7 separate regions of the Mus musculus genome follow, and regions 2, 3, 4, 5, 6 and 7 are each linked to region 1. The links are chromatin contacts, called in public Hi-C and promoter capture Hi-C maps. All regions are on one chromosome and are shown on one strand. The core of a region is the stretch at or near the end of the contact, and the rest is flanking DNA. Distances in the headings are between cores, read along the strand shown. Region 1 holds the start of Gga2 (golgi associated, gamma adaptin ear containing, ARF binding protein 2). Region 2 overlaps Lcmt1 (leucine carboxyl methyltransferase 1). Region 3 holds the start of Arhgap17 (Rho GTPase activating protein 17). Region 4 overlaps Arhgap17 (Rho GTPase activating protein 17). Region 5 holds the start of Tnrc6a (trinucleotide repeat containing 6a). Region 6 overlaps Cdr2 (cerebellar degeneration-related 2). Region 7 holds the start of Cdr2 (cerebellar degeneration-related 2).

The links. Promoter capture Hi-C pulls out the DNA fragments that hold promoters and counts their contacts. A called contact is a pair of places that touch in the nucleus more often than the background predicts.
Region 2: a promoter capture Hi-C map of pre-B cells shows a contact between it and region 1, with 3 times the contacts expected there. The contact joins the enhancer-like site here to the promoter of Gga2 in region 1. A contact is called at or near these places in 5 of 39 promoter capture datasets (the C10 cell line, hippocampal neurons, liver and 1 more) and 1 of 9 other capture datasets (embryonic stem cells).
Region 3: a Hi-C map of muscle stem cells shows a contact between it and region 1, with 2.7 times the contacts expected there. The contact joins the promoter of Arhgap17 here to the promoter of Gga2 in region 1. A contact is called at or near these places in 1 of 39 promoter capture datasets (embryonic stem cells) and 1 of 484 Hi-C or Micro-C datasets (muscle stem cells).
Region 4: a promoter capture Hi-C map of liver shows a contact between it and region 1, with 2.1 times the contacts expected there. The contact joins the enhancer-like site here to the promoter of Gga2 in region 1. A contact is called at or near these places in 4 of 39 promoter capture datasets (the C10 cell line, hippocampal neurons and liver) and 1 of 115 datasets of contacts at active chromatin or transcription factors (extraembryonic endoderm stem cells).
Region 5: a promoter capture Hi-C map of pre-B cells shows a contact between it and region 1, with 4 times the contacts expected there. The contact joins the promoter of Tnrc6a here to the promoter of Gga2 in region 1. A contact is called at or near these places in 4 of 39 promoter capture datasets (the 3T3-L1 cell line, the C10 cell line, liver and 1 more) and 1 of 115 datasets of contacts at active chromatin or transcription factors (astrocytes).
Region 6: a contact with region 1 is called in a promoter capture Hi-C map of the C10 cell line, with 4 times the contacts expected there. The contact joins the enhancer-like site here to the promoter of Gga2 in region 1. A contact is called at or near these places in 13 of 39 promoter capture datasets (the 3T3-L1 cell line, 3T3-L1-derived adipocytes, the C10 cell line and 7 more), 1 of 115 datasets of contacts at active chromatin or transcription factors (embryonic forebrain) and 1 of 9 other capture datasets (embryonic stem cells).
Region 7: a promoter capture Hi-C map of pre-B cells shows a contact between it and region 1, with 4 times the contacts expected there. The contact joins the promoter of Cdr2 here to the promoter of Gga2 in region 1. A contact is called at or near these places in 9 of 39 promoter capture datasets (the 3T3-L1 cell line, 3T3-L1-derived adipocytes, cranial neural crest and 5 more), 3 of 115 datasets of contacts at active chromatin or transcription factors (astrocytes, embryonic forebrain and pancreatic cancer cells) and 1 of 9 other capture datasets (embryonic stem cells).

What each region holds. Positions count from the first base shown.
Region 1 is chr7:122,019,170-122,023,165 of GRCm38.p6, forward strand. Gga2 (golgi associated, gamma adaptin ear containing, ARF binding protein 2) reads right to left here and starts at 2,029. Exons shown (of 17, transcript NM_028758.2): 1 at 1,820-2,029. The coding sequence starts at 1,919.
Region 2 is chr7:123,392,025-123,396,020 of GRCm38.p6, forward strand. The region is part of intron 1 of Lcmt1 (leucine carboxyl methyltransferase 1); the gene reads left to right. Among named protein-coding and RNA genes, the nearest start is that of Lcmt1, 16 kb to the left of the region's middle. Within about 2 kb of position 2,262, at least 13 of the 459 cell types and tissues checked have an H3K27ac peak or open chromatin away from gene starts, as enhancers often do.
Region 3 is chr7:123,368,140-123,372,135 of GRCm38.p6, forward strand. It overlaps Arhgap17 (Rho GTPase activating protein 17), which reads right to left and starts at 1,776. Exons shown (of 20, transcript NM_144529.2): 1 at 1,615-1,776. The coding sequence starts at 1,667.
Region 4 is chr7:123,336,930-123,340,925 of GRCm38.p6, forward strand. The region is part of intron 1 of Arhgap17 (Rho GTPase activating protein 17); the gene reads right to left. Among named protein-coding and RNA genes, the nearest start is that of Arhgap17, 31 kb to the right of the region's middle. Within about 2 kb of position 1,757, at least 22 of the 459 cell types and tissues checked have an H3K27ac peak or open chromatin away from gene starts, as enhancers often do. A contact at or near this core is called in liver, where this site is marked.
Region 5 is chr7:123,122,055-123,126,050 of GRCm38.p6, forward strand. Tnrc6a (trinucleotide repeat containing 6a) reads left to right here and starts at 1,831. Exons shown (of 24, transcript NM_144925.3): 1 at 1,831-2,278; 2 at 2,614-2,661. The coding sequence starts at 2,274.
Region 6 is chr7:120,961,425-120,965,420 of GRCm38.p6, forward strand. The region is part of intron 2 of Cdr2 (cerebellar degeneration-related 2); the gene reads right to left. Among named protein-coding and RNA genes, the nearest start is that of Cdr2, 19 kb to the right of the region's middle. Within about 2 kb of position 1,862, at least 21 of the 459 cell types and tissues checked have an H3K27ac peak or open chromatin away from gene starts, as enhancers often do.
Region 7 is chr7:120,980,368-120,984,363 of GRCm38.p6, forward strand. It overlaps Cdr2 (cerebellar degeneration-related 2), which reads right to left and starts at 1,945. Exons shown (of 5, transcript NM_007672.2): 1 at 1,610-1,945. The coding sequence starts at 1,685. It overlaps Mfsd13b (major facilitator superfamily domain containing 13B), which reads left to right and starts at 2,142. Exons shown (of 8, transcript NM_001374644.1): 1 at 2,142-2,363.

The DNA of each region.
Region 1 (3,996 bases), core at 779-3,278:
TCCTTGTTCCAGCTCCAACGCTCTGTTCTACACACCCACGGAAGACTGGCTCTCAAAACCACCCCTCTAGCTCCTACCCTCCCTGGATGCTCAGAGCTCTTCCTAACTGCCTGGCAAGAACTTCGAACTTCATGACACAACTGCTCCTCCACACAGGTGGGGGCGGAGTGGGGAAGCATCTACCACAATTACTTTTGATCCCCGAAACCAAGGATCCTTCGTACACTCATCTCCTGAGTCCATCTATGTACAGGGAAGGAAGACTATATGGGTGATGGTAGTCCTTTCTGGGTTTTGTTTAATGTTTTGTTGTTGTTGTTGTTTGGTTTTTGTCTGTATGGTTGGTTTTGTTTTGTTTTGTTTTTTCCCAGACAGGATCTTACTATGTAGCTCTAGCTGTCCTGAAACTCACTACGTAGGCCAGGCTGGCTTCTCCCTCACAACTGCTGGAATTGGACTAGTGTGCACTGCTACAGTCTGGCTCCAGGTCTTTAATTAAAGTAATGTGCATGCACGTGTGCTTACATTAAACCCTGCTGATGGGTTCAGATAATCCTTTCGACTCCTGATCCCCACTCCCTTCATTCCTATTGTAACCACCATCACCCCACCCCACCCCACCCCAGCTATCTAAAGACCTTATATATCTACTCCAAGTCTGAAGTCTCACCCTCAACCAACTCACCAGGTGGAACTGCATGTGGTGCTTTCAGTAGAAGCGAAGCTGTCTCCAACAGCTTCTCCTACATGTTGAAATAGAAAGCTATAGGCCTGCAATGACTCAGAAGATAAAGGTGCCTGTGACCAAGCCTTGTGGCCTGAGTTCGAGCCCTGGAACCCACAGAAGAGCCTAAGGAGAGAAACGACACCCTGACCCCTTCCCCAGTTGTTCTCTGTTCTCCACGAGCCAGGAGCAGCACGCCCCACCCCAAATACACAACATGTAATAAAAATGTTTAAATAATGCAGTCCCTTCTGCGGCGCTCACGCGTCTTACTTCATTAGCAAATTAGTCTGAGGTCTCTTTTCTGGATTCTCTGAGCTTTAAGCTTTGCACTCCTGGCCAACAGGCCTACTCGCTCCCAGAATGTTGTACATTCTCATCCTGAGTTTTTGCAGTTTCCTGTCTGGAATATGGCCTCCTCCATTGTCCACACACTGTATACCAGCTATGACAAGCCCCAGGTAAACAAAACAGCCCCTAACTACGTTCAACAAGCGCCCCTCCTCCAGCTTCTGTTGAGAAGGTGCTGTTCTGGTAGCCAGTAGCCAATGAACATGTCTTTGTGAGCAATGTCCCAGTGTTACCATCTCAGTGCACCCAGCACGTAGTGGAGCCCACCCAAGGGGTGGATTCTTTATTCTCTCTGAACCTCAATTCCTCAGATAAAGAGAGAACCTTTAGAACCGCACCCCCAGAGATCACCGTTAAGCTAAGACAAGGAACAATTAAGTCTGGCCAGAGTAAATATGCACCGAGGCATAAAAGCTGGTTTTGCTCTTAAAGGTAGCAGCCACTTAAGCTCTTAGACTCAATGATCTGCAAAAAAGCTGCATCGCCCGCACGGGTTAGTAAACCCAGGTACTCTCGGTCCTGCGACCAGACTAACAATGGCTGAAACGCTTTCTGCACAGTGCTTGGCACAAGAGATCGCTAAGCATTCGCGCTCCAGCTGTTAAGTGGTGCCGCCCGGCCACTGAGCCATGGCGTGGTCTGAGGTCCCCAGAATCCCCTGGGTGAGTCTAGAGGCCCCCTCCCGCCGCGGAGGACAACCAGGGCGGCGGGAAGCAGGATCACGTGTGGCGCGATGCTACTCACTGAGCCACAGCTCCAGCGCCGCCGCTGCCCCAGGGCCGCCCTCCGCCGACTCGGTCCCTGCCGGGGATCCGGTCCCCGCTGCCACTGCCGTCGCTGCCATCTGCCCAGCCCAGCGCTGCGGCCGCAGTCACTCCTGCCCAAAAGCTGCAGCCACCGCCGCCGCCTAGCCTTCGCTCCAGCTGCCGACGCGGCAGACACTGAGAGGCACGTGACGGGGCGGGCCCTATTGGACACGCCCATTTCTGGGCCCTGTCCCGCCCCCACGCACCTCCTCCCGGCCACCTCCAACTCACGAGGTCTTTTTTTTTTTTTTTTTTTTTTTTTTTTGTGCAAGACCACTTGAAAGGTCAAAAGCCAAGCTAGTTAGGTATTGATTGTCCCCTCTTCTTCAGAAGCAGGGTTCCCAGAAAAGATACTGGACGCCTGGCTAAATCTGAATTTCAGATAAAGAATCATTCTTTCAGCATTTTTATTAGGGTCTTCTCCGAGTATGTATCTTCCATTCGGGTTTCTGACACACTTTTTTTTGATGACACATTGCATCATAATTCATAAAACAGTTATTTTTATGAAAAGATACTTTTCTCAAAAAAACAGGTCAGAGGCAGGCGGATCTCTGAGTTTGAGGCCAGCCTGGTCTACAAAATGAGTTCCAGGACAGTCAAGGCTACACAGAGAAACCCTGTCTCGAACACCCATCCCCCCCCAAAAAAAAGAAATAAAAAACAGGTCGTGATTCTCATACCCTAAAAAGTGAACACATTAATTATATATAAACATACCTTTTTCTAACTGTTTTGAGTTAAGGTCTCATGTAACCAGCTGGCTTTGATCACTGCATAGCTGAGGAGGACCCAGAATTCTTGGTCATCCTGCCACTGTGGTACAAACTTGATTACAAGAATGTACTACCAGTACAGCTTTGTTGTTATGGTTTTTGTTTTTGCTTTTGAGAAAGGGTTTCTCATACTCATTAGTCCAAGATGGCCTTTGAATGATAAAAGCTAAGATCCTAAAAACCTGTAGTAAAATCCTTTTGCCTCAACCTCCCAAAAGCTGGAACTACAGGTGTGAGCTACCATGCCAGCCTAACATGAAATATTTTCCTTTATTTAACTCTTGAACTTAAATGAAGGAATCAAGTAGATGTTGTATTAATATGTCCACAAGAAAAGCCAAAGAGAAAAATCTATGTAAAAATAAAGGACTGTTGAGACAAACATGCAAATGGGCATAAGACTGGCTCCAGCCAGTGGAGAAAGAGGTCTGTCCAGTGGACAGGATTAATATGCATGTCTAGAGGCCAGCATAATTTTGCCATTGCTGTCAATGATCTACTACTAACAACTCTGCTAAGACTGAAGGAGGCCTTAGCCTGGAAGGCAGTCAAGACTGCGCACGAGGTCCCTCTGAAGCACCAGATCCTTCCACACTGTCCCTATCATTCCCCACCCTCAATGTCACACCCCAGTACATACACACACACACACACACACAGAAGGATTTTAATTTGCATAGACCTGGACCACCAGCATACCAAATGGGGCTTGGCATACCAGTAAGTATCTGTTGAATGGACACATAAATAGTGGGGACAGTCAGGGGTAACTCTAGGACTTTAGGCATATCATAATCCCAAATGTACAAACATTTTTTTAAGTTTTTATTTGTATGTGTGTTTTGCCTGCATATATATCTATGCACCACATGCAAGCCTGGAGCCTGAAGAGGCCAGAGAGTGTGTCAGATTCCCTGCAACTGGAATTGTAGACAGTCCTGAGCTGCCATGTGGGTGCTAGGAATTGAACCTGGGTCCTCCAAAAGAGCAATACATACTCTTGACCACTGAGCAACCTCTACAGCCCTACTTTTAATCTTTTAAACACTATGCATATGTATGTGCATATGTGTGATATGCATGTCGGTACAGGCACACGCATGCCACAGTGTGCTTATGGAGCACAGAGAACAGTTTTATCGAATTGGTTTTCTCCTCCCACCCTTAGGTGCCTTCTCAAGATGGAAGTCATATCATTATGCTTATATGGCAATCACTTTTACCTGCGGAGCCCGTGAGAGGGCTGCAAATATTTATGTTTAAATAGACATTTGCTGTCATGGCCATGACGGTACACACTTGTAAATGGAGCACTCAGGAGACTGAAGCAAGATTGTGA
Region 2 (3,996 bases), core at 1,012-3,511, 1.4 Mb after region 1:
GCTACATCCTTACTGTTGGTTATTTATGTTCCTGTTGTTGACTTGTAAGACTTTGAACACCAAGGATTGTAAATTTTCCCTCTACATTTTTTTTTTTTTTTGAGACAGGGTTTCTTCGTGTAGCTCTGGCTGTCCTGGAACTCACTCTGTAGACCAGGCTGGCCTCGAACTCAGAAATCCGCCTGCCTCTGCCTCCCGAGTGCTGGGATTAAAGGCGTGCACCACCACCGCCTGACTCTTCCCTCTACATTTGATGAAGTATTTTCTGTAAGGCTGATGTGTGTTTAAATTTCAGTTAAATTGTTTGGTGTATTTCATAGTAATGGAAGTTGTTAGTGTTTATGCTACTGTGTCTGACACTTGCTAGGTGTGTGCATGTGTATGTGTGTGCATGTGTGTGTTCACATGTATGTTTGTATATGTGGGCACACATGCATTTATGGAAGGATGTGAATGTCAGGCATCTTTCCGTGATCACTCTCCATCTTTACTTTTTGAGACAGAGTCTCATGGAATCTGGACCTCATTGGTCAGTTAAGCTCTGGCCAATGAGTGGCAGGAATCCACCTGTCTCTGTCTATACCATGGTGGAGTCACAGGCACACACCAGTGTGCCTGACTCTATGGGCTCTGGGGAATCTCAACTCAGGTCCTGTTGTGCATGGCCGGCACTTTCTCAAGTGAGCCACCTAGTGCAGTCTTTACTTTCTGGCTAACCCTTAAGGAAGGCCATTTGTGATCACTGAAACAGTTTCTTTCTGCACTTCTATGTTTTAAAGAAAGGTTACATTATCTATGTTACAAGGGTGCAGGGCCAACTCTACCCCTTTGTACTGACCGCTCTGACTTAAGCACACTTTGCCTGTGTACTCAGTCTTCATGTGTGCTGTAGTGCACCAGTGGCGTCCACCTCACAATGCTGTAGTGCACCAGTGGCGTCCACCTCACAATGCCGTAGTGCACCAGTGGCGTCCACCTCACAATGCCGTAGTGCACCAGTGGCGTCCATCTCACAATGCTGTAGTGCACCAGTGGCGTCCACCTCATTTTGCAGCTGAAGTTGCTTTTGCTCATTTTGATGACTGAAATCATCGACTTAAAAGTTACGTAGTTGTCTTTTATCCAGGGTCCCATTCCTTGTTTCTCAGGATAAGGGAAGTTTATAGAGCTCTCCTGGTCCGTTTGATTGGCCGTGCTTTGGAAAGGAAGAGTGAAAGCAGATGTTGACAGGAGATGCATGCCTTGAGCCCCCTTTCATCAAGGGAGCAGTCTCTTCTGGGGGAGTCTACTGAGTAAACTTCTTTTTTGTTGTTGTTGTTGTTTTGAAACAGGGTCTCTCCACGTAGTCACGTTGTCCTGGAGCTTTCTATATAGACCATGCTGGCCTCACACTCACAAAAATCCATCTGCCTCACCTCCCGAATGCTGGATTTAAGGTGTGTGCCACCGTCAGGGAGATAAGAGCTGTATTCCCAGCCCTAGATTTAACTGTTCTTGTACATTCTTTAATAAATCATACAATACATATTATTTGTTTTTTCTGTTTTGACCTAGGGTTTCACTGTGAAACCCTGGTTGGCTGGAATTTGCTGTATAGATTAGGCTGACCTCAGACTCACGGAGTACTGGGATTAAAGGTTTGTTCCAGCATGGTTTTGTATCCAGCATATTCTTTGAGGTTTATTCATGTGCATATCAACAGAGATACACAGACCCAGATAATAAAGTGGGTTTTAATCAGTAAAGCTCCCGCAGTCCACTCCAACTCAGTCCAGTGCAAACTGAACGGAACTTCTTGTTCAGTAGAAATGACAGGCTGAAGAGTGAGACAACGGAAGTGTGCAGTAGCTCAATGGGGCTAGGGTGTTGACAACTTACAAATCCTTAGAAGACAAGAGTGGCTCATGTAAAATCTCCCGCTAATGCTAACTAGTGTTTGTGAAGTTAGGCTCTTGCCCTACCTCAGGGGCTGGGAGACAGACAGGGCCCTGCTCAGGTGTTGACTGGAACAAACAGTAACTTCCTTTAGCAGTCTCAGATTGTCTTAGACATTTACCCTAAGATGGCTTAGGCTCACCCTACAGATGGGTCCTTAAGCTGTTAGCAGTTATAGCCTATGGCTAAGCTGTAGTCAGCAAAGTAGGCTCAGGAGCTTGGCTGAGTATTTGGTCAGAAGTCGTCCAGTCCTGTATCTGTTGTCTAATTTGTTCATTTACTTGTTCTTGTTCCTGTATGGGCCATTGTAAATAGGCTTTGGTCAGCACTTTTTTCTGTCTTTCACTTCTCTTGTGTTCTTTTTGTTTCGTAGTTGCCCCATGGTAGCAATGCAATACTCTGAAAATATCTTAAGAGATATGTAATGTAAGCATTCATTCTAAGTTACCAAAACTTTGGCTAGACCTCAAAGCCAGAGTTAACAATACACTTTGAGGCCACTTAAGACTGATAGCCTACTGTGTACTCAAACTGTTTGTTTAACCTGCCTTTAGGAGAACAATGTAACAATCAACCTTACCTGCCCTAGATTCTCTTGAAGTCAGCTCTTACAGCCCTAGCTAGTGCATAGCTGCAGGTTTTAGTTCTGTGCTCTTCCATTTCTCTGACCAATGCACGGGCACGGGCGTCGTTAGCTGAGAGCGGCAGACACACGGGCTGAGAGCAGTTCCCTAAGATCTGCAGAAAGCTTGAAAGCACCCGTTGATGGACGCTGGTTGATAATGTTTGTTATCTGGTCAGGTGGGATCAATTGGAGCCAGTGACTTTAACCTCTTGTAAAACTTGGTTAAAGATTTCTGTCAAGTATCCCATCTCTTCCTCGTGTGATACACTCTGTGGTGTTCAGTAAATATAGAACAAAGCTCTTTGTGTGGGTCAGACATATAGACACAGATATACACACATACACAAAGACACAGTTACATGTAGAACACACAGATACACGGATGGATTTACAAGACAGCTTTCAGGCAGGCACAGATTTAAACTCATGCCACAGACAGACAGGGCAGAAGACACAGGGAGTACAAAGTAGGGAATTCGAACCTGGACTCAATTAAATGACTCCAAGGGGAAGTTGTTTTATTTCTCTTCTTCATGCCACACTGATGCATTATAGGTGACTTAAGAGTTAGTTACCAATTTGTTACAGTTGTCAAACCCAGTCATAGGTGGGTTCGTCTTCAGCAGGCACACTAGGTCCCTCCTGGTTTGTGTGTTTACAAGTCCCTCCAGTGATGCAGCAGAACTCCAGTCGCATGTGGCATTGCCACTGTATGTGAAATGCATCTTGTTATGGTTTTAAATAGCATTCCGCTGGTGACTAATGGCAATCAAACACGTTTTCATGCATTCATTGCTGTTTCTTGGTCTTTTGCCTTCTGTGTTAAAATCTTTTGCCTGTTTTTATTGATGTTCATTTGTTGGAACTCATTAAAGATTCTAGGTAGAATCTTTTTTTAAGGTTTATTGATTTATTTTATATATATGAGTACACTGTAGCTGTACAGGTGGTTGTGAGCCATCATGTGGTTGCTGGGAATTGAATTTAGGACCTCTGCTCCCTTTGGTCGGGCCCCACTTGCTCCGGTCAACCCTGATTGCTCCTGCCCTGCTCGCTCTGGCCCAAAGATTTTATTTATTATTATAAATAGCTACACTGTAGCTGTCTTCAGACGTACCAGAAGAGGGCATCCCATTACAGATGGTTGTGAACCACCATGTGCTTGCTGGGATTTGAACTCAGGACCTTCAGAAGAGCAGTCAATGCTTTTAACCTCTGAGCCCCTAGGTAGAATCTTTTGTTAGGCAAACATGTTCTGTGTGCATATATCTACATGCAGGAAAATAAAACACTGGAATATCATTTGTGATAGGGCAAAAGATAAACTATTCATGATAGGAATAAATCTAATGAGAGATATGAAACCTCTCCACACAGAAACCTGCTTTGCTTCTTGAGATTAAAGGTTTAATTGGAGATGTACTTTCTCACATTGG
Region 3 (3,996 bases), core at 526-3,025, 1.3 Mb after region 1:
GGACGTTTGAAGATAGAAAGCAGGTAGCGCATGGCCTCAAGACGGTGCCCATCCAAGACATCAAGGATCTTCTAAGGACATGGAGACTGAGAGAAGTGAAGAGCATGAAAGGTTATCTATCGGCCAGGTGTGGTAAGAGAGGCTTATGGGAATTCCAGGAAGAGGTTAACATATAAGAAACATAGGCCTCCTGTGGGAACTGAAAGTGGGCAAGTCTGGCCAGAATGTAAAACTAGGAAGAGAGACTAAGGAGAAGCAGGGGCCCACAAAACCCTAACCAGCTTTCAAGGCAGAAAGCTCTCAAGACTTTGCATAAAACCAGCAACTTTCCCTTGTCCCACACAGGACGAAACCTAATCAATAACAAATCTAACAAAGGCATTGTGGCAGCCACTAAGTTTTGATTCTGCCATGCATATCTGCAAGGAGTACAAGACTCACAAGAAAATTATCACTTCTCATCATATTTCTTGTTCATGCCATTAGGATTACTCGCCTTGACCCTAGTCTTTCTCTAACTCTACACGCAACAAAAAACTAGGCATGTGTGGGTTTAAGGGGCAGGGACTGAGTCTGGATAGAGGATACCAAGATTACATGATGGAGGGATTTTTCTTCCCTTCTATTTTTCTTTTTAGAAATTCAATAACAAAACTTAGCAAAAGGTTGGGGGAAATGAAACATTGTAAAAAGCAAATTTAGAAAACCCAAGAGGAAGTAAAAGTATTTTCGTACACATAAAAAAAGAAGTGTCTCACGTGCTTCAACCAAACCAAACTGTCCTTAACTGCTAAGGGAGGAGGGTAACAGCAAGAGCTGTGAAAAACCCATCTATCTTCGTGCAGAATAACCAGCAAATTGGTTCGGCAAAGCTATCCGCCCTGCAAGACCTTGAAATATTTGTTCCAGATAGCACAGCACATGACAACAGCCTCCTGAAAGCTCTAAAAACCGCAAATCGTTCCTGTTCTACAGCCTACTCATCTACTGTCCCTCCTGTATTCTTTCATTAAAAAAAAAAAAAATCAGTTTCTTGTCAAGCACTCACTCAGTGTCAGAAAATACCACATCCAAGGTGAGATGAGAAAAGGCATCCTTTTCGCTTTCCAAACCTCTAGACCTCAAGAACTCACAGCAAACTCCCAAAAGCCTGGATTTTGAGACTGCAGTTCTCGATTCCTTCACAGAGGGGAGGGGGGCTGAACTTAACTGGGCAAGCCACAGTAGCCTAACACCCCTTAGGTTCCCAGTGACCAGCAAGCTCTTCTAGGAGGAAGGCTGCAACAGCGGATCAGCGGGGAGAGCCTGAGAACACCGGCCCCAAAGCTGCGCGCCTGGCACTGCGAGAGGCACACAAGTTTACGGAGTTTTCGCACCAGGCGGCGAGCTCCGGCTGGCGGGGACAGGGAGGAGTAAAGACCCTCGTGAGTCTCCCGAGGACGATGCTCCTCCGGCCAGGACAATGGGCAGCGCCCAAGCCGTAGCTAGGCGCAGACCCCCGCCCCGCGGGGCCCAAGGCCGGGCCGCGCCCGGCTCTCCCCGCTCCCCGGCTCCTCGCGCGCAGGACCGGCCCGCCCCCCGCGCGCCCCCCGCCGGCGCGACCCGCGCACTCGCCTGCCGACAGTCTGATTGGCCAGCTGCTTCATGCGGTTGAATTGCTTCTTCATGGCGGCGGCGGCGGTGGCGGCGCGGCAGGCGGGCGGAGGAGAACTGGGGACCGTCTGGCGGGTCCTACCTACATCGCTTCCCGGCCCCGGAGGCGGTGACGGAGGCTACAATTCGGCCCCGCCCCTCGCCGCGTCACTTCCAGCGTCGCCGCCCGCCCCTACCACGAGTTGGGCCGAGCCTAGCCGAAAGAGGCCGAAACCAGAGAGGTGGAACAGGTGCGGACGGACCCAACATGGGCGGAGTTAAGTGGTTCAGGGCGGGGACCAATGAGGCCGCGCCGAGGTGGGTAGAGCCGAGCCGAACAGGGTCGAAACTAGATAGGTGGAGCCGAGCTTGGTCCGGCCGAAACCGGAGAAGTCAGGCGTAGCTGGACGGAGCAGAGCTGGGCGAACTTGAGTGGAGCCGAACCAATCGGTGAGCGGAGAGGAATGGAGTTGAGCCAATCGGAGACGGACGAGAGTGGCTCTGCTAAGAAGAGCGGAGACTACCCCAGCCCGGCACCTGGACACAGCGGTTCTGAATTAGAGCTGGGCAGGATGGGCCGAGCAGAGCCAAACTTAGCTACCTACTCTAGTGGTGACAACTAGAACGCAAGTGAGCCTCGCAGATCCTGGTCCGGTCCGGCAAGGCGGAACACAGGGATGGGGTCTTGTCCAGTCGGACCCGGAGTCAGGCCAGCCCGGGAAGGGGTTTGGGGGGAGAAGAGTCCGGCCAAGCCGAGCGGAATAGTAGTCCTAGACGAGTGATGCCCGGTCAAGTGAAGGCGAACTGAAACGAGCTGAGGTTAAGCTGAGCGAGTGGACCTAACCTATAGCGGCGGGTCAGACCAGGGTTTATCCTAACCTAGCAGGAGTGAGCTGAAGCAGATCTATAGGGTGAACCAGCTCCGCGCCCTCAGTACTTGAACTGGTCCATGGGAAAGGCCAAAAGAGTAGGGTCAATCAGATGAGGACCCCCAGACTCCCCAGCCAAAGGAGACTGGCCTTCCCTAGGCCCCTGCACTGATGGGCCTCTGAGTCCCCGCTGCCATAAATGACCGCGAGGTTCTGATTCCCAGCCCTACAGTAACAGGCTGGGGAACTTGGTGGGATCATTTCGCATTGCTGAGCCCTTTCGTCCAACTGAGCCAAGTTAGTTTTATGACCCGCAGCCATGTCCTCCTGACTTGGCAGCCTTGGCTCCACACAACATTCCCTGTGCCCCGTGGGCTAAGGCATCCTTTACAGGCTGTGCGATGGTTTAAAGTGTCAACGTGACAGAATCTAGAATCACCTTGGAAACAAATCTCTGTGTGTGTCTGTGAAGAAGTTTCTACATCAGGTTAATTGACGTGGGAAGATCCACTCTAAATGTGGGCCACAGCATTCCATCATCTGTGGCCCCAGACCGCAGAAAACTAGCTGAGTTAGGAGCTTTCGTCTCCTTCTGCTTTCTGAACGTGGAGGCAGTGTGGTCTTCCTGCGAGCTGCCTCAAAAAACTGTCTATTGCAGTGCCTTCCCCATCATGGTAAACATCCCTTCCTAGAACTGGAAGCTGGTTTAAATCCTTCCTCCCTCACATTGCTTCTTGTCCTGCATTTTCTTAAAACAGAGAGCAAAATAACTAATGCAGGATGCATCTTGAGCTCAAAGAACAAGAAAATTAAAAATCTGTAGCGATTACAACACAAGTGTGGACCCTCAAGTCAGGCAGCAAACTGCAAGTCACCAACATTAATTACAACAGGAAGTGTTGAAATAAGGCTTTGTTTTGGTTTGGGTTTTTGTTTTGTTTTGTTTTGTTTTGTTTTTGAGGAGTCTCATAGCTGAGAATGGCCTTAAATTACTGATCCTCCTGCCTCCACCGGCCAAATGCTAGAATTACAGGCTTGTGGCACCCCGTCCAACAAGATTTATTAAAGCAAGACAGACAGGACTTCAAGACCATTTGCCAAACCTGAGTCAGCCATTGAGTCACTACATTCAGATGCTACCATGAAACTAGACAGTGGCGACATAGGCCTGAAAACCCAGCTACTCAGGAGGCTGACACAGAAGGATCACAAATTCCAGGTCAGCCTGGGCTACAGAAAGCAGTAAAAGAACAATGCAGAACAGATGTTGTCATCCTATCAGGGAACACTGTACAGACTTCATTCAGTTCCTGTACCAGTCATGCGCTAGCTTACCAAGTGGATGGCGTGGATTTTAATGTCAATTCGGTCACAACATGGACAAGTCAAAGTTTTAAGACGTGAGTGTGGAGCTGATCCTTATGGAGTGTTGCTCAGACTTGCCGGGTAGAAGGAAGAGCTAGTAGGTGGAAAGTGGCGTCTACCACCATAAAGA
Region 4 (3,996 bases), core at 507-3,006, 1.3 Mb after region 1:
CTCCAGGAATCTGTAGGTCTCTGTGCCCCGTTGCAGGAGTTACATACTTACGTGGGTGCTAGGGATTGAAACCAAGCTCAAGCTTGTTCATCAAGTGTTCTAATCTGCTTAGCCCTATCCCACCCCAACCTCCCACCACCTCCCCAGGTAGGATTTTTCTTGTAGTTTTTCTAAAGCCCTAAGATGTCTCCCTGGAACTCTCAAGTCCTCAGAGCAGCACTGTGGCTCCCTTCACTCCCTTCACTGTGGCTTCCCTGTCCCTGGACGAGGTCTGGGGACATTCAGCCATCCGCTTATCTTTCATTCAGCCTACTTACTGAGCAAGGAGAAAACATAAGTATTTCCAAACTGGTTGTGAGCCACCATGCGGGTGCTGAACTCAGGACCTCTGGAAGAACAGCCAGTGTTTTTAACCGCTGAGTCATCCATCTCTCCAGCTCCTAGTACTTCCAAACTGGATCATTCAACTTAGAAAAGCAGAGTTTTGTAGTGCACAGTAGCCTCAAAGGGAAAGCTCTAGCTGGTTTGACAATCCTCCCATGGACTGACTCGTGGGCTGACTTATAGCAAAGCTACTGTCATGGTGGCACCTGCACAACAAATGCCACTGTTGAAAATGCCCATGCAGTCTCCAAGATGATCACTACTACATAAACAGGTGCCTAGAACATCTGCCACGGGACCCCCAGGGCTTCCTGGTCAGACTAGAGACCCAGAAGTCCATCCACACCATCATAGTAAGCTGTGTGCTGCCGTCAGTGACCACTGCTGGCCAGACTGAGGCACTCTAGCATCTGAGAGCAAGCAGCCATCCCTCCTCCTGAGCACCGAGTGCAGAATTTACCTGCCATGCAGCAGGGACTGGGGAGATCCTCACTGTATGACGGACGGGTGCCACCAAAACCTGACTTTTACTTCAAAAGAGGCAGTAAAACAATTCCAATGTAACCAGGCAGAAGAGCGGCTGTGGCACAGAGGACTGCCTTCCCCAGCAAAACCCACGGCCACTAACACAACTAGGGCAGTACTTTTCAAAATGAATGTGTTTAAAAATGAGGAGGAACGAAATGAGCATGGTGGTGTCGGCCTATATCTCGTGCTCACTGGGGAGGCAGGAAGTCAGGAGTTCAAAGTCATCCTCAGCTAACAACAATCAGTTTACTGCCAGCCTCGGCCTCAGTAAGATCGTGTATCAGAAAACCAAAAGAGTAAGTGCACCTATATTACTATAGACGTTTAACTTCTAGATTAGAGAGGAGGGAAATCATCCCTCGCTCCTGTCACTCCACACTGCAGGTGAAGCTACTGTTATCAACTTACACATCCTTCACTCGAAATCTAAACTAGTGATTCCCAACCAGAGGTGACTGTCCCCTTACCACCACCCCAACCTCCCAGGGACATCTAGTGTGGACTTGCTGTGCTGGGAGTGCAAGACGACCTCCACTCACCGCATCACACTGTTTTCTCCTTACCAGTGCTGACCAGGGGCTGAGTTTCCAGCTGCATTAGCGCCCACTGCTGCTGAACACCCTGCCACACACTGAGGGCTTAGAGGATACAAATGCATTATTAGCTTGCAATTCTAGAGGTCGAAAGTTCAAAGCAGCACTCGCTGGGCAGAAACTCAGGGTCAGCACTGCCAGGCTCTTTTCCGGACAGTTGGAGGAGAATCCACTTCCTTCCTTCCCCAGCTCCTGGAAGCCACCCGCATTCCTTGGTCCTTTCCTGTACTGTGCAGGACAGCAGCAATGGACACCCTGTGCTTTTCTTCCCAGTCACAGCTTCCTATCAGGACGCTCAGTGACTCCCTCCTTCCATGGCTACCTGAAAACCCAGTGTCACTGCTCCTTCTATCTACGTGGAGCCTTGGCTCCCCTCTGCCATTACAAAGTCATACATGCACAAGTTCTGGAAACTACCGTGTGGACACCTGTAGGGACAGCAAGTATCCTTTTGCCAGCCACAGGCCCTAAATATGAACAGTGCCAAGGCTGAAGAACCCGATCCCAGTGATACATTGACACACATATAGAATCATGTGTATGTGACAGCCATCCACACAGGTCTGACAGGCAGACATACCTGAGGAGCATCCTCATAGGTCAGAGCCCTCAGGCCTACCTTGTAAATACCTGTATGTGCCCCTGCCTGTTTAAACACACTGAGGCCACTACATGAAACTAAGGCAGTGCTTCCCAAGCCCCCCTCCCTGTGGAGTCTACTTGACCATGACTAAAGACGGGTCCAGGGTATCAACACCCATATCACAAACCGTTCTGCCAGGGCTGCAGGAGCCCTGTAAGAGCCCTACTGAGAGCGGAGACACCACAGCTAAGACAGCCGGTGTATCTTAGGCACAGAAGAGCTGTCTCAGCTGGTCTCTCCCTCAATTCTTACATCAACTCCATGAGGTAAGAGCTTCTACCAGATGAGCAAAGTAAGGCTGTGGAAGGAAACTTGCCTATGGCCACCCTATCAGAGGCAGAGACTCTGATTCAAACCCAGCATACTTCATCCTGCAGCCTTCTCCTTGTTTATCCAAGGGTTCAGCAAACTACATCTGCAAGCCAAAGCCAGTCAGAGAAGAGAGTTTTTATTATTTTTAAATAGTTTTTTTTTTAAAAGAGGAATAATGTTTTATAGCACTTGAAATTCAAATGTCAGCACGTGCGATCAGGTGTGTGTGCATGCTCGCACTTGTGTATACATGCATGCATACATATGCATGTGTGTGCACATGTGTATGTTTGTGATGGTCACTGTTAAAACTTTAACTTGCCACAACTTGAAATCACCTGAGAAAGCCTCAGCTGAGGAACTGTCTGGATCAGGCTGATGTGTGGCGTGTCTGTGGGTGATCAGGCTGACGTGTGGCGTGTCTGTGGGTGGTCAGGCTGACGTGTGGCGTATCTGTGGGTGGTCAGGCTGACGTGTGGCGTGTCTGTGGGTGGTCAGGCTGACGTGTGGCGTGTCTGTGGGTGATCAGGCTGACGTGTGGCGTGTCTGTGGGTGGTCAGGCTGATGTGTGGCGTGTCTGTGGGTGGTCAGGCTGATGTGTGGCGTGTCTGTGGGTGATCAGGCTGACGTGTGGCGTGTCTGTGGGTGGTCAGGCTGACGTGTGGCGTGTCTGTGGGTGGTCGGGCTGATGTGTGGCGTGTCTGTGGGTGATCAGGCTGATGTGTGGCGTGTCTGTGGGTGATTATTTTGGTTGATTGATACAGAAGAACCCAGACAGTTGTGGGCAGTGCTATTCCCTAGGCAGGAGATCCTGGACCACATACGAGGAAGAAACAAGCCTAGAGCAAAAGTGGCAGCAATGAGCAGACGACATGGGACATCTGTCTCTGCCTGCTCTGACTGTGCATTTGGAATGATCATCCGCTAAACTCCGCTTAACTTCTCCTCAAAGACAGACTATAATCTGGAATGTCAAACTAACTAAACCTTTTCCTCCACCAAGATGCTTTTTTCAGGGTGTTTTCTCACTGTCTCAGAAATGAAGCTAGGATAAACAAACACAGTCTATAAATAAAGTCTATTGGAATACTGCCAGGCCTAGCACTGCCACTACCAACGACTGTTAGGGGTAGAGCTAAGATCTACCCCCAACAATCATCAGAGCTCCAGGAACTCACTAACAGGGTCTTTATGGAAAGTGCATGCCAACCTGGTCCACATCAGCAGCTCTGACCAGGCACGGCAGAGACCTCGAAAGCTAGCCTTTCAGCATCATTCTGTGGACTAGTATATAAGGAGAGTATCCACTACATTTTCTTTCTCAATATTTTGCATTATATTCAAGATGTGCCTACTAACTACACTGAATGGTGGTGGCTGAGCCGATCCAGCCCTGAAGCAGAGGCACATCTCAGGGATAGTCAGTGGTGACAGAACCAATGAGAAAGTATGCGTGTCTCCTCACCCCTCCCCATCCCTCAGGCACACACAGAGACAGTAGACTATCTTCAGTTTGGTCTCTCTTCATAAACAAAC
Region 5 (3,996 bases), core at 581-3,080, 1.1 Mb after region 1:
TTGTGGTTTTGATAGAGGAAAAAGTAATCATTACCTTCCAAAATTATAATTTGTGAATTAGTCTAATCACTTAACCTTGGTAAGGCAAGGAATATAGAGTAGAGAAGATGGGTGTTGAGGTAATCACAGGAATTGGGCAGAAACAAAGGCAAAACATTATAGGAAAGATTCTGTCTTAATTTGCCTTCTATCACTGTGATGAACACCATACTGACAAGCAAATTGGGGAGGAGAGGGTTTATCAGCTTACAGTTCATAGTTCATCATATAGGAAAATCAGAGCAGGAACTCAAGGCAAGAACCTAGAGGCAGAAACTAAAGCAGAGACATAGAGGAGTGTGCTGCTTACTGGCTTGCTCCCCATGGCTTGTAGCATGCTTTCTCATACAACCTGGGATGGCCTCTAAAGAGCTTCCATATCAACTATTAATCAAGAAAATGCCTATAGAGTTGCCTACAGCAATTTGATGGGGGCATTTTCTCAGATGACTCCATCTTGTATCAGTTTAACAAAGAACCTAACCAAAGTTGATCCTGTGTGTGTGTGTGTGTGTGTGTGTGTGTGTGTGTGTGTGTGTGTTATAGATCACTAGAACTCAGGAGAGAGAGATAGGCAGATTTCTGAGTTTGAGTCCAGTCTGGCCTACATAGGCTAGCCAAGGATATAGAGTAAGACCCCCATCTCAAATAAATTAAAATGTAAAAATTACTAGCATTTATTTGTTATTCTTCATTTTGCAATTTGTAATTTTTTTCCAAAAAATGTTTATAGGGTGTTCATAAAATTAAGAACACCAAAAGAAGAAAAATGCAAAACAGACGTTAACATGCTGGCTAGTTCCTTTCTGGGCATTCATCCACTCATTAGCTAACTACAACACACATTTCTCCTAGAGCAGAAGCAGACAATCACAGAGCTTGTTTCATGGGAGAGACTGGAGCAGGTTTAAACCAGTTAAAGGACTTAGAATAGAAAAGGGCAAAAGAAGGTTGTCTGCAGAGCGAGTTTTCTGAGAAAGTAAAAGGGAGTAGATTTTAAGTAGAGGAGAAATGTGCAGATTACTAGCATTATATGCACCGAATATGTATGTACCTATGTGCATTATAATATCTTAATGCATTATATTGCAGCATCCCCCTTTGGGTATGTATCTTATTGTATTTACAATCAGGTATGTGTCTATATTGTAATTTAAGAAAATAATTGTAATAATTGTATCTTCATGTATTATATTACTGTATCTTATTTTATCTACATGTAGACTTACATACTTTACCTACAGACATGTATCTTACAGTGTTCACATGTAAGAATTTTTGGGTGTTCACATGTCTTTCTGAGAACTAGTATGGCATCTGCGTTTCCATTCTTTTATTGTAACCAAGACCCCAGGTATTGCAAGTAGCTGCGTTTAATGCCACCTCATAGCATTAGATGTCGTAGCTGGCTACAGTTATTCAACCTTTCCTGTGCATTTGAGTTAATATCTTGATTGTGAAGTACTTAAAAGTGATACCCAAATGGTTATTTCTTGAGCAGAGAAATTCGTGCAAGTGGAATTGCTGAGTCAAGGGTGTGTAAAAATTTGAGGCACAAAAATAAAAAAAATGAAACTTCTGGGATGCATTCTTCACCTGGGAAGAGGCACAAATCGAGAGGTTAAATAAATGTGGCTGAAGGTCAAAAGTAATTAGATGTGGGTGAATTTAAAAAACGGCGCGGGCTAGTCTGGCAGCGGCAGGGGTGGAATTTGCGGTTTGCTGGATTTTTTTTTTTTTTTTTTTTTTAAAGGCGTGTTTCTGTAAGGGAGGGGCCGGGCCGAGGGGAAGGAAACTTGTGTCGCAGTAAAGAAGGAGGAGGGGATGGTCCGAGGCAAGCCCGAGCCAGCCTCGGCGAAAAAGGCCGCGCTCCGCTCTTGCCAGGCCCCAGAGCCGCTCGTGGGGAACCTCGGAGTTCCCCGACAGCTCCGGCGAAGTCCTGGACGCGTCAGACAGTTGTCAAGTGGCTGCCTCGTCCGGCAGGCCTAGTTGCTAGGACCTCCATCTTGGGGCTCCCGGGCCACGGCGCCCCCGGAAGGGGTTGCGAGTGGGGCATTCACTTCCGGTCTGGGGCCTGCGGCGGCAGCGGTGGCGGCGGCGGCGGCGGCGGCAGCGGGACGGTGTAGAAAATGGCGCTGGTGCAGCGGCTCGGGCCTGTCCCCGCGGCGCTGCGGAGGGCTTGAGGCTCGCGAGCCTCGTTCCCCGCGCCTCACGCGCTAGTGCACTTTACACACATGAGGTGAGCGGACCGGAGGGGAGGCTCGCTCGGGGGGCCAGGAGCCAGCCTCCGGCGCTGCCGCAGGACCCCCTCGGGCTGATGGGCGGCGGCGCGGGGCAGTCCCCGGGGGGACGCGGGCGTGGGCGGGAGTCCCGGGCGGTCCGGGAAGCTTGGTCCGGCGCGGGCTACGGCTCTGGGCTCGGTCGCCCTGGGCTCGGCGGCCCGCAGCGCTGCAGCCCGCAGCCCCGCCCCTCCCCCACCGCGCGGGCGCTCTGCCGCAGCAGCTCCGTTTTCACGCGCATCCCCTCCCCCCGTTTTTTTTTTTTTTTTGTGTTTGTTTTTGTTTGCTATTTCAGAGAATTGGAAGCTAAAGCTACCAAAGACGTAGAGAGAAATCTTAGCAGGTAAGATGGGCGAGCCTTCGGTCTCCCGCCCCTTTATAATCGTGTGTTTCCACTCTGCTTCGCTCTTCCTGGGTTTACGGACCCCCCCCCCCCAACCTCCACCCCCACCCCCCAACCCCGTGTCATTTGCTTTCGCACTCACGGAACAGACATTCGGGAGAAACGGCCTCAGGGAATATTGCATGGGGGGGGCATTGCAGGGAGACGCGTAATTACGAGTGTGTTCGTTCTTAAAAAGAAAAGCAAAAGGCAGTTCTTGTAAACTTAGTTAAAGCATTCTCACCCTTTTAGAATTTAATTAGGGGACTTGTGCATTAATTACTATTGTAAATGGTTGCAGGCATTGTGTGACTCATGATTGAGGCGGCCCTTATGGCGGGCTGTCAAACTGTTTTGGCTTCCCCGTTATTACTTTGTAGCTAAATTGTTGCCTTTATAAAAAGATACTATGTGTTCACATTTTTTCCTCTCTGTCTCTGCACATTGTAGTCAGGCGGATTCTGTTGCATTGGAAACAGTTTTGTCCTTGAACTTCATGAAGCATAAACTGCGTTTTGTTTTCCTTTGAAACTACATTTTAGTCTGTGTTCAGTGTGTGCTCTTTTTATCAGTTGGGAAAGTAATTAAAAATTGTTACCAGTAAGTGATTATCACTTCTGCTGGGTCTGAGTGCTTTTGCACTGGTAACTGGTAAGCATCAAATACTACCTCAAAAGAGAAGTGGGGTTTTTTTTTGTTTGTTTGTTTGGTTAGGTTTTGTTTGTTTGTTTGTTTTTTTGTCTCCTACCCCGAAGTAATGCATTTCTGGAAAACGTTTAGTTCTATTGAGCTGTAATTTCTAAATTATCAGAGAATTGTACTATACTTGACCCGTTTTCAGATCCACGTTTAAACAGACTTTTCCTTTACCTATTTGTTTTTGCATCATATTTAGACACTCAGAAACTTACAGATTAATACAGTAAAAACAACTTCCATTTGTTTTAGGTCTTAATATGGCTTACGTTTGTTTACTGGAAGTTCTAGGCTTATGTTGGGGTTATTAGCACACTTGTAATTGCACAAGTATTTTTCACCATGTAGAATTAATTGTTCCAAATTTCTGGCTTTTTGATTTTATAAATGTTAATCTGTTGGGGTGACTGTTACAGAATCTGTTCTCTTGGCAAAGAAACAGTATTGGCTTACCCATTAAGGGGTTTTTCTGGAACTCTAAATAATTATGGAATCATTTAAAGGGACCTTAAGAGCTGATACCAGTGGCTAAATGTCAGCTGGATGTTTAAACAAGTTATATTGTGAAAAGCAGGAAAGAAAGAATAAGATACAGAACCG
Region 6 (3,996 bases), core at 612-3,111, 1.1 Mb before region 1:
CTGCAGGCGTCAGGCACGCACACAAGTGCATGTACACACATTCAGGCAAAACAGTCATACAGATACAAATAATAAATCTTTAAAAAGCAAAAAAGGTTAAAATATATGTTTAACCAAAAGGAAAAAGGAAGGAAAAGCTTAAAGTAGAGGATTTTGATGGGTTTTTTGCTTGAAAAAAAAAAAATCAATCTTTTTTTCCTGAATGAGGCATTTTAGACAAAACTAGTGAAAAATACATTAATTTTACCAGGTACTTTAATATATATCAAAATCTTGTTACCTCTTTCTACAGGAATGTTATCTCTATTATCCTTACTCTTGAGATACTTAGCAGGTTATTTATTTTGGTCCTGCTAAGACTGCTTTCTGAAGATGGAGGATAAGCGCAGTCTTAATACCACAGCTAGGTCACCCGGCCCCTCCATCCCATTCCTACCTGGACACACTAAAGCGGAGCATATTCCAAACACAACACGCCCATTCCTCTGGACACAACCAGAAGAGAGGGAGAGGGGGGTTTGGAGTATAACCATATGGTAGCAGCAGATTTGACTTTACAAACACTCCTGAAACCAGCTCCTCAAGTACCACCAGAGCCAAGTGACCTTTGTTTTTTGAGAAAACGTCTGCTATCTATCCCAGGCATGCTGGCTCTGACCTTTGGCCCTCCTGACTCAGCTTCCTAGTACTGGGACTACAGGTGTGCAACCCTTGCACTGGCTTTCAACAGTCTTCTTTCAAGAAACAGAGCTAACTGATATTCAGTGATCCAATGTAGCCCCTTTCAGATTCTTATATCAGTGGCCATGCACAGAGCTAACAACCTCTTTTTAACTCTTTAACTTTCTCATACGAATCTCAGGGCCAAAAGTGTTCTGAAAATTTCTTTGAATTAACACCACCATCACTATTCCCAAACAAAACATGTTTTTAACACCCCTGTGAGGTCTGGGCAGCACTGATACTTTGGCATCAAAAAGTGTGAATATTACAAACAGCCTCAAATCAATTCAAGATTCGCTGATAACAAATAAATTTGCTGTAAACTTTATGGGGAAGACCTCAGTCGACTGTCTGGGGTTCAGAAGTGGTAAGCCATTGTAGTGTTAGAAACTGCCAAACTGACATGTTAAGTAAGCAAAGTTAGACAGACACAGCATGGGATCTAGGGAAATCCACTTATTCTTTGCTGCCTGAACCTTCACAAGTTTCTCATGATCCCTTGTGAAAACTAACCACTCAACTTCTGACAGGAAACTACTTCAGACCTGTGGAAGAAAGCTTTTGGTTCTGCCCTTGGCTCATCCACAGGAATGTATTTAATTTCTTAGGACTACTGGACTGGGTCCAGTGCTTAGTTAGGGTAAGCAGAATATATATGATTAGGGTGGCAAGATGGCTCAGTGGTAAGGGCACTTGCTGCCAAGCCTGATGACCAGATTTTAATTTCAAGAGCTCACACCGTGGAAGAGAGAGCACTAACTCCTGTAAACTGTCCTCTGACCTCCACAGACTTGCTGTCCCACATTTGCATATTCACACACACAGACACACACTCACTCAAAATAAATGCATATATACTATAAACATTTTTAAGACAGTTTATAATTTATATCAGGTCCTAAGTATTCTTTGGGTTTGATGCACAATAACCTTAAAAAAGGCAAACGTATAAACAGGTACAAATTATTTACAAAGAGACTATTCCTACATCCTCTACATGGGACGGATCTGTCCCACAGGGAACATATGAAAAGTCAGTTTACGAATGGAGTCTTTTAGTGAGGTCAAGACCAGAGCTATATGGAGGAAGTGGTACGCCAGCTCACAGGACAGGCTTGAAGGCCCTTTGACATTGCGAATTTTTCTATGATTTCCTCATCAGGACCTCATGAGGCTATAAAGATTACTATATATACAACCAGGATATGTGGCTTCAGACTATGTGTTGTTTTTGGCTTAAGGACGGTTAAGAAACAGATGCAGGAAAGCTGTGTGCCCTCCATGTTTATCCCTCCCTATCTGTCAGGCAGAATGAAAGCTAACCACTGAGCACAATTTCAGACTCTTCTGGGCCAGGAGTCAGCACCAGAGGAATCCAACCCAAAAGCTTTACTAGTTTTTATCTACTTGTCCTCCACTAAGTTGCCACACTTAGAGTCCAAGTCCTTTTCCTCCATCTAATCCCTGCTCCAAGAATATACTGTTCTGCATTACAGTGTATGTGTTAGGCAGGATTCTCTAGAGTCACAGAACTTATGGACTGTCTGTATATATTAAGGGAATTTATTGGAATGACTTACAGTCTGCAGTCCAACTAACCCAACAGTGGGCAACTGTGAATGGGAAGTCTAAGAGTCTAGGAGTTGCTCAGACTCATAGGCTGGGTTGTTTCAGCTGGTCTTCTTATAAGACGGAATCCTGAAGGAGTAGGTTCCAACAGATGAACTGGCAGGGAACTGTAACAGGCAAAAAGAACAAACCCTTCCTCCTTTTTCTATTGCCCGTATCTCAGCCTCCTGCAGAAGGTATGGCCTAGATTAAAGGTGTATACCACTACACCTGGACCTAAGCTTTTCTCTAGTTGGAACTTACTCTGTCCCAGGCTGGCCTTGAATTCAGAGATCTGCTTGTCTCTGTCTCCTGGGATTAAAGCCATGTACCTCCTTGTCTGAGCTTAAGATTTTCATGGCCGCTATGCCTCAAGATCCAGATCAAAAGCATTCGTCATCCAACACTTAGAGGATCAAAAGCCTGTGTCTTCAAGCCTTAAGTTCTGGATCACAGGTGTGCCCTCCATTTCTAGATTGTAGTTCATTTCAGACGTAGTGAGGCTGCCAACCAGGAATATCTATCTCCGTGTGTAAGATAAACTCCAAAGCCACCTCTTAAGAGAATCACTCACTTGAGTATCTCTGATGTATGAATATCAAAATACACCTTTTACTCCTGTTAAACTGTCCTCTTACATATGCATTTATTTACATGAAGGTTAATATACAGAGTCCACTCTGGTATCTGACAAATGATCAAAGTGTTCAGGAAGAGGTAGCTACTGTCATCTTTATTTAGAATTAGTTTTTAAACTTTGTATATGCAATGCTAAGATTCACCTGAAAGACAATTGCAGGGACCTAGATGGTTTGTCCTCATCCCCACATATGAAATGCATTTGTCAGAGGACTTGCTCTTGTCTACACAGCACCTTGCCCTCATTCCTCTCAAGGCAACAACAGAACAATCAACTCACAATTCTTGACTGTCACTGTCACTCTCTTTCTGGGAAGGAATGGTTATTGTTCTCTATGTAGCCCATTTCTGACATATTTTAGTAAGGATTACAATTTAGCTAAATATCTATTTCAAGACCTCTGTTCACAGCAGCTAGGTTCAGTACCACAGAATTCAGAGTGCAAATGTCAAGTACGGTTTAGTTTGAAAGCTTCTGTGATGGGCTTGGCTATAGACCTCCTGAGAAAAGCCTACTAACCACTAATTTCCACTTAGATTCCCTATTTCCCATGGCCCCAACGTTATCCTCAGAAACCTGGAGGGGAGATACTTACAATACACACCACACACTGCATGGGTCCCAAGTTAAGCCTCTTTAAAAAAAATTGTCATCTTAGGCTTGTGGCCAACACACAGGAAGTAAGTCAACATGCAAATGGGCCACTAAAAACCTACGTAAAGAGCCTCTTATTTACTATGTAAAAATCTGTGACAAAAACACAACGAAGCCATTGAAGAACCCGTGATATCTTAGCCTGAGAGGACTTGGTCTTGAGGATAACCCAAGAATGCTAAGGAGCTTGTTTTTTCACATGGTAGGAGTTTAGTTTAATTAAGTTAAGCTGAAATTAATCAGAAAAGCCATTCAGTCTTCAATATCAGTCACAAATAACCTATAAGGAGTGTCACCTGGTCAGCAACTTCAAGAAAAACTACTGGCTTCTAAGTAAGTACGCAAGTTTAGCTTTGGGCTCTAAATTCGTA
Region 7 (3,996 bases), core at 695-3,194, 1.0 Mb before region 1:
ACTAAATTAAGTTTCTATTATGATGTGTTATATATGATGTTAGACATGGGAGACTGGCCAGTCCTTGAAGGTTTTGGATTCTTCTTAAATATGGCAAAGAAAAAACTCTTGCTTGGATTATATGAATTGCTTTCATAGAAGCAATCGCACGATGGTTGCTTCAGTCCTCAAGTATCAAAGTAGGTCATCAATCCTTATGGGGCAAATCTCAAGTAGGCTAAATGTCTAACAAATTTGTCTTGTGGACATGGAGAAATGTGATGGCAAATCGGCATTGTAACTGCTAGTCAGCTTCAATTATAGCAGTACAGGGATCTATGTGGGCTTAGGTCATTTCACATTAAGAAATCAAGACAGACAGGATTAAAAAAACCAAAAAAACAAAAACAAAAAAAAAAACAAAAAAACAAAAAACAAATTAGCATCTCTCCAAAGAGCTACCTGTTTTCTTTTTCTAAGTATGGATCATTCAAGCCCGAATTTTTCCCCCATCAGATTCAGTTGAATTGTGAACAAGAGGCGGTGTTTAGTAGCCAACTCAAAAGAGATATTAATTTTCCCAAAAAGTTTGGAGTGGAGATCATTATACAGAATAGCACAAAGGATTCCTGCGGATCCCTCAGCATGGTGGTTAACAATGTCTACTCTGGGGTCTGCCGTGAATACCTAGTCTCCCCAACAGTATCTTCTTCAGCCAGAGGTACCTACTGCAGCACCTTATGCTATTGGGAGAATTAAAGGAGCCTACCAGGGTGTTGAGGGCCGGCCTATCAGTGTCCCCAAACACAAAATCCTGCTATGAATGTACAAGAAAATGGGCCACTGGCTTCAGACTGGGGGCACTCTTGAGATTGTCTCTGGAGATGCCCCGATGCAAGAAAACCAAGGCAGGATTATTTTTAATTGAAAACCCGAAAGAAAGATAAGCGCATGATAAGAGCTGCCCTCGAATAATTTCATTTAGCCCCCGATGAACGATGGCTAAGTAATAAATTAAAACACAAAACAAAACAGTTTAATACCCAACTGAGTAAGCTGTAAACTGGGATGCTAAGAAACTGAACAGTGTCTACAGGCTCCTCATACTCGGCTTTAGGGAATCCACCTAAATCTTTTAGCCTCTGCTTTCTGGAAAACGGGACAAAAAAAAAAAAATTTACTCTCACAGAGAGATGGCGCGGGTACCGCACAGCAGCACTGCCCTCCCACCACCTGCAGCGGCTTTGCAGACTCTGCGGACCATGAAAGGCGATGTGGGGCAGGCAGGGCAGCACGACCCGGACCCAGGCCAGCAGCTCGCCTCTAGAGCAGGACAAGCTGGTCCACTCCTGCCCACCTCAGAGGTCCATCCGCTCATACCCGGCAAGCGCTTTCTTAAAGCACCGAGCATCAGCCTGTGTGGCGCACCCGCAGGGCCGTGGGCCGCGCGCGCTTGCTCTCTGCGGTCGGGATGGGCGGATCCGTTGCCAGGTGAGGGCAAGAAGCACCGGGCCGCGGCATCCCAAACCTCCAGCCTAAGGAACTTTCTAGCACTTTCCACACCTGCCACCCCCGGACTCCCACCCCAACAATCCCGCCCCCCCCTCCCGACCGGCGACCTCGCCCTCACCTTGCTGGAGGTCCCGGTGGTCGTACCACGGCTCATCCTCCATCTCGAACTCCTCCACTAGGTTATCTGCCAGCATGTCGCCGGGGACGTCCGGGGGCAGCGGGCTCTGCCGCCGCCCTGCCGTTTCGGCCGCTGCCCCGGGCTCTCCCCCGGCCCCGCCGCCCTCAGCCAGAGCCACCCTGGGGCGGGACACGCAGGTCCCGCAGCAGCTCTCGCCGCTATCCCGCGCCGCCCAAAGGCCGGCGCCCTAGCGAGCGCGCCCCGGGTGGCGCCGGGAGCCGGCTCCTCACGCCTGCTGCCCGGCCCAACGTGGCACTTTGGCAGAACCCTCCCAAAGCCGGGGAGACGATTCAAACCCGGGAGGCACCTTGACCAATCACGAATGAGCCGCCTATAGAGTGACAGCGACTTCAGCCAATAGAATATCAAAAAAGGTCGCGGGTCCGAGGACCATCAGCCAATAATAGCTTAGGAAGGAACAAAGGAGGCGGGGAAAGACGAAGAGGGTGCGGTCGGCAGCCCCTCCTCTTTTGTCTGCGTCGCGTCTCCTCAGTTGAGTGCACTCCAGTTCCGGAGTGTGGAGGTGGCTTTGGCGAACACCGGGTGCCGAGGACTACTAATTCTGGGCACGGGTCATCATCTTCCCACCCGAGGGTTTCGGATGCGGGCCAACTCTCCTTGGCTCTGCCCTCGGTGATGCTCGGAGGGAGACTCATGGTCCGTCGGGAAGTTAAAGCCGAGAGAACGCTACTGAGTGAGAGCTGCTCCTCAATCTTGGAGCCCTGGCCTTCCAGGGGCCTGGCTATGAACTCCTAAAAGGGCAGTCACCAACCCCACTTCACACTCCAGAGTCCCGGGCTGGCCAGTGGAAGCCGCCTCCCCTGAGAAAAGTTGCCACAGTTTTGCATAGAATTTCTTAAAGGTTCATAGAGCCCAGGATAAATACCTAAGATCAGGCATTGCACTTGGTGGCCAGCTTGCCGGCGTCAGCTTGTTAACACAGCCGTAACTACTGTTTCTTGGGTTAAACTTTTAATATATTTGGGTACCTCACTTAGGGAAACTCTCAGAGGGCAGAAAGGTCGGCGCAGATGTTTGGGATGTTATAACTGATAGCATCTACAGAGGACGGGAGAAGAACTGTGACAACTGAGGGGGGGAGGGGATGTTATAACTGATAGCATCTACAGAGGACGGGAGAAGAACTGTGACAACTGAGGGGGGGAGGGGAGTAATTACTCAGGTTTGGCAGTAGTGATTTGGTAGAAACCTCCTGAAGTTAACTCCTTCACACAGATCCGGAGTGTCACCCGAACTAAAGTGGAAAGCAGTTGAAAGTTTGCCTTATCCAAAAAAAGCACCAGTTGTGGCCTTAAAATAGTGTACTCAGATTACTATGGCTTAAAACAGGAGAAATTGCTAGGAAGAAGCTACAAATCCTCAGAGATACTTTTATTTCTCTGAGATCTCGGGTAATTTGGAGGAAGGAATACTTCACCCTAATTTCTTTTTTCAGTGCTAACGATGCCTTAGGCGTGCCACTCTCCATCATTCTTGTGGGTCCTAAGATGCTCCTTTTCAGATCAGTGTAACATGCACCTGTTCCTGGGAACATGGTCTTGTGAAGGTCAAGAAAGCCTCCCCATTGTGAGGTTGGTTTGTTGTTTGTACAGAGTCTCACTGTGCAGCCCCAGCTTTGCCTAGCACACTATGTAGATTAGGCTGGCTCTGCCTCCAGAGTGCTGGGATAGAAGGCACACAACCATCAAACCCTGTCCCTACAGGAATGTTGTTCTGGCGAGATTTTCCTCTTCATTCCTTAAGAAAGACTCCTTAATAGACCTTAAGGTACCAAGAACCTAGGGTTAGAAATCTAATTGTCTATCCACAGTTTGTACTAGCAAAGCAGGCGTTAGCTCACCACTTAGGGGAGAAATGACCTCTTTGCTCAAAGAGCTATGAGAATCAAAGAAACTGTGCCCAAGAAAGCTGTGTTGTTTCTAACACTTATTGTGAAGGGACTGTTAAAAAATAACAGCATCAAAATAATACACTTCCTTCTCTTTTTGCCTCCCTCTTCCTTTTTCTTTTTCCTGTTCTCCCGTGGTACTACCAAGGGCCCACTCACATGCAAGGAGAAGTTCCAAGCCACTGTCCCCAGCCCATGAGTATCAAAATAAGTAGTAATAGCAACAGATTGCAGTTTGTTAATGATGAATCCATGGTGATATAAATGAGAAAAAAAATTTCCTTATGAGGAATGCCAACCAAAAATGTAACAAAGTAATATTAGCCAGGTATAGTGGTGCCCTCAGCACTGGGGATGTGGAGACAGGAGGCATGTGAGGTTGATACCACCTGTGCTACATTGCAAGACCCTGACTAGG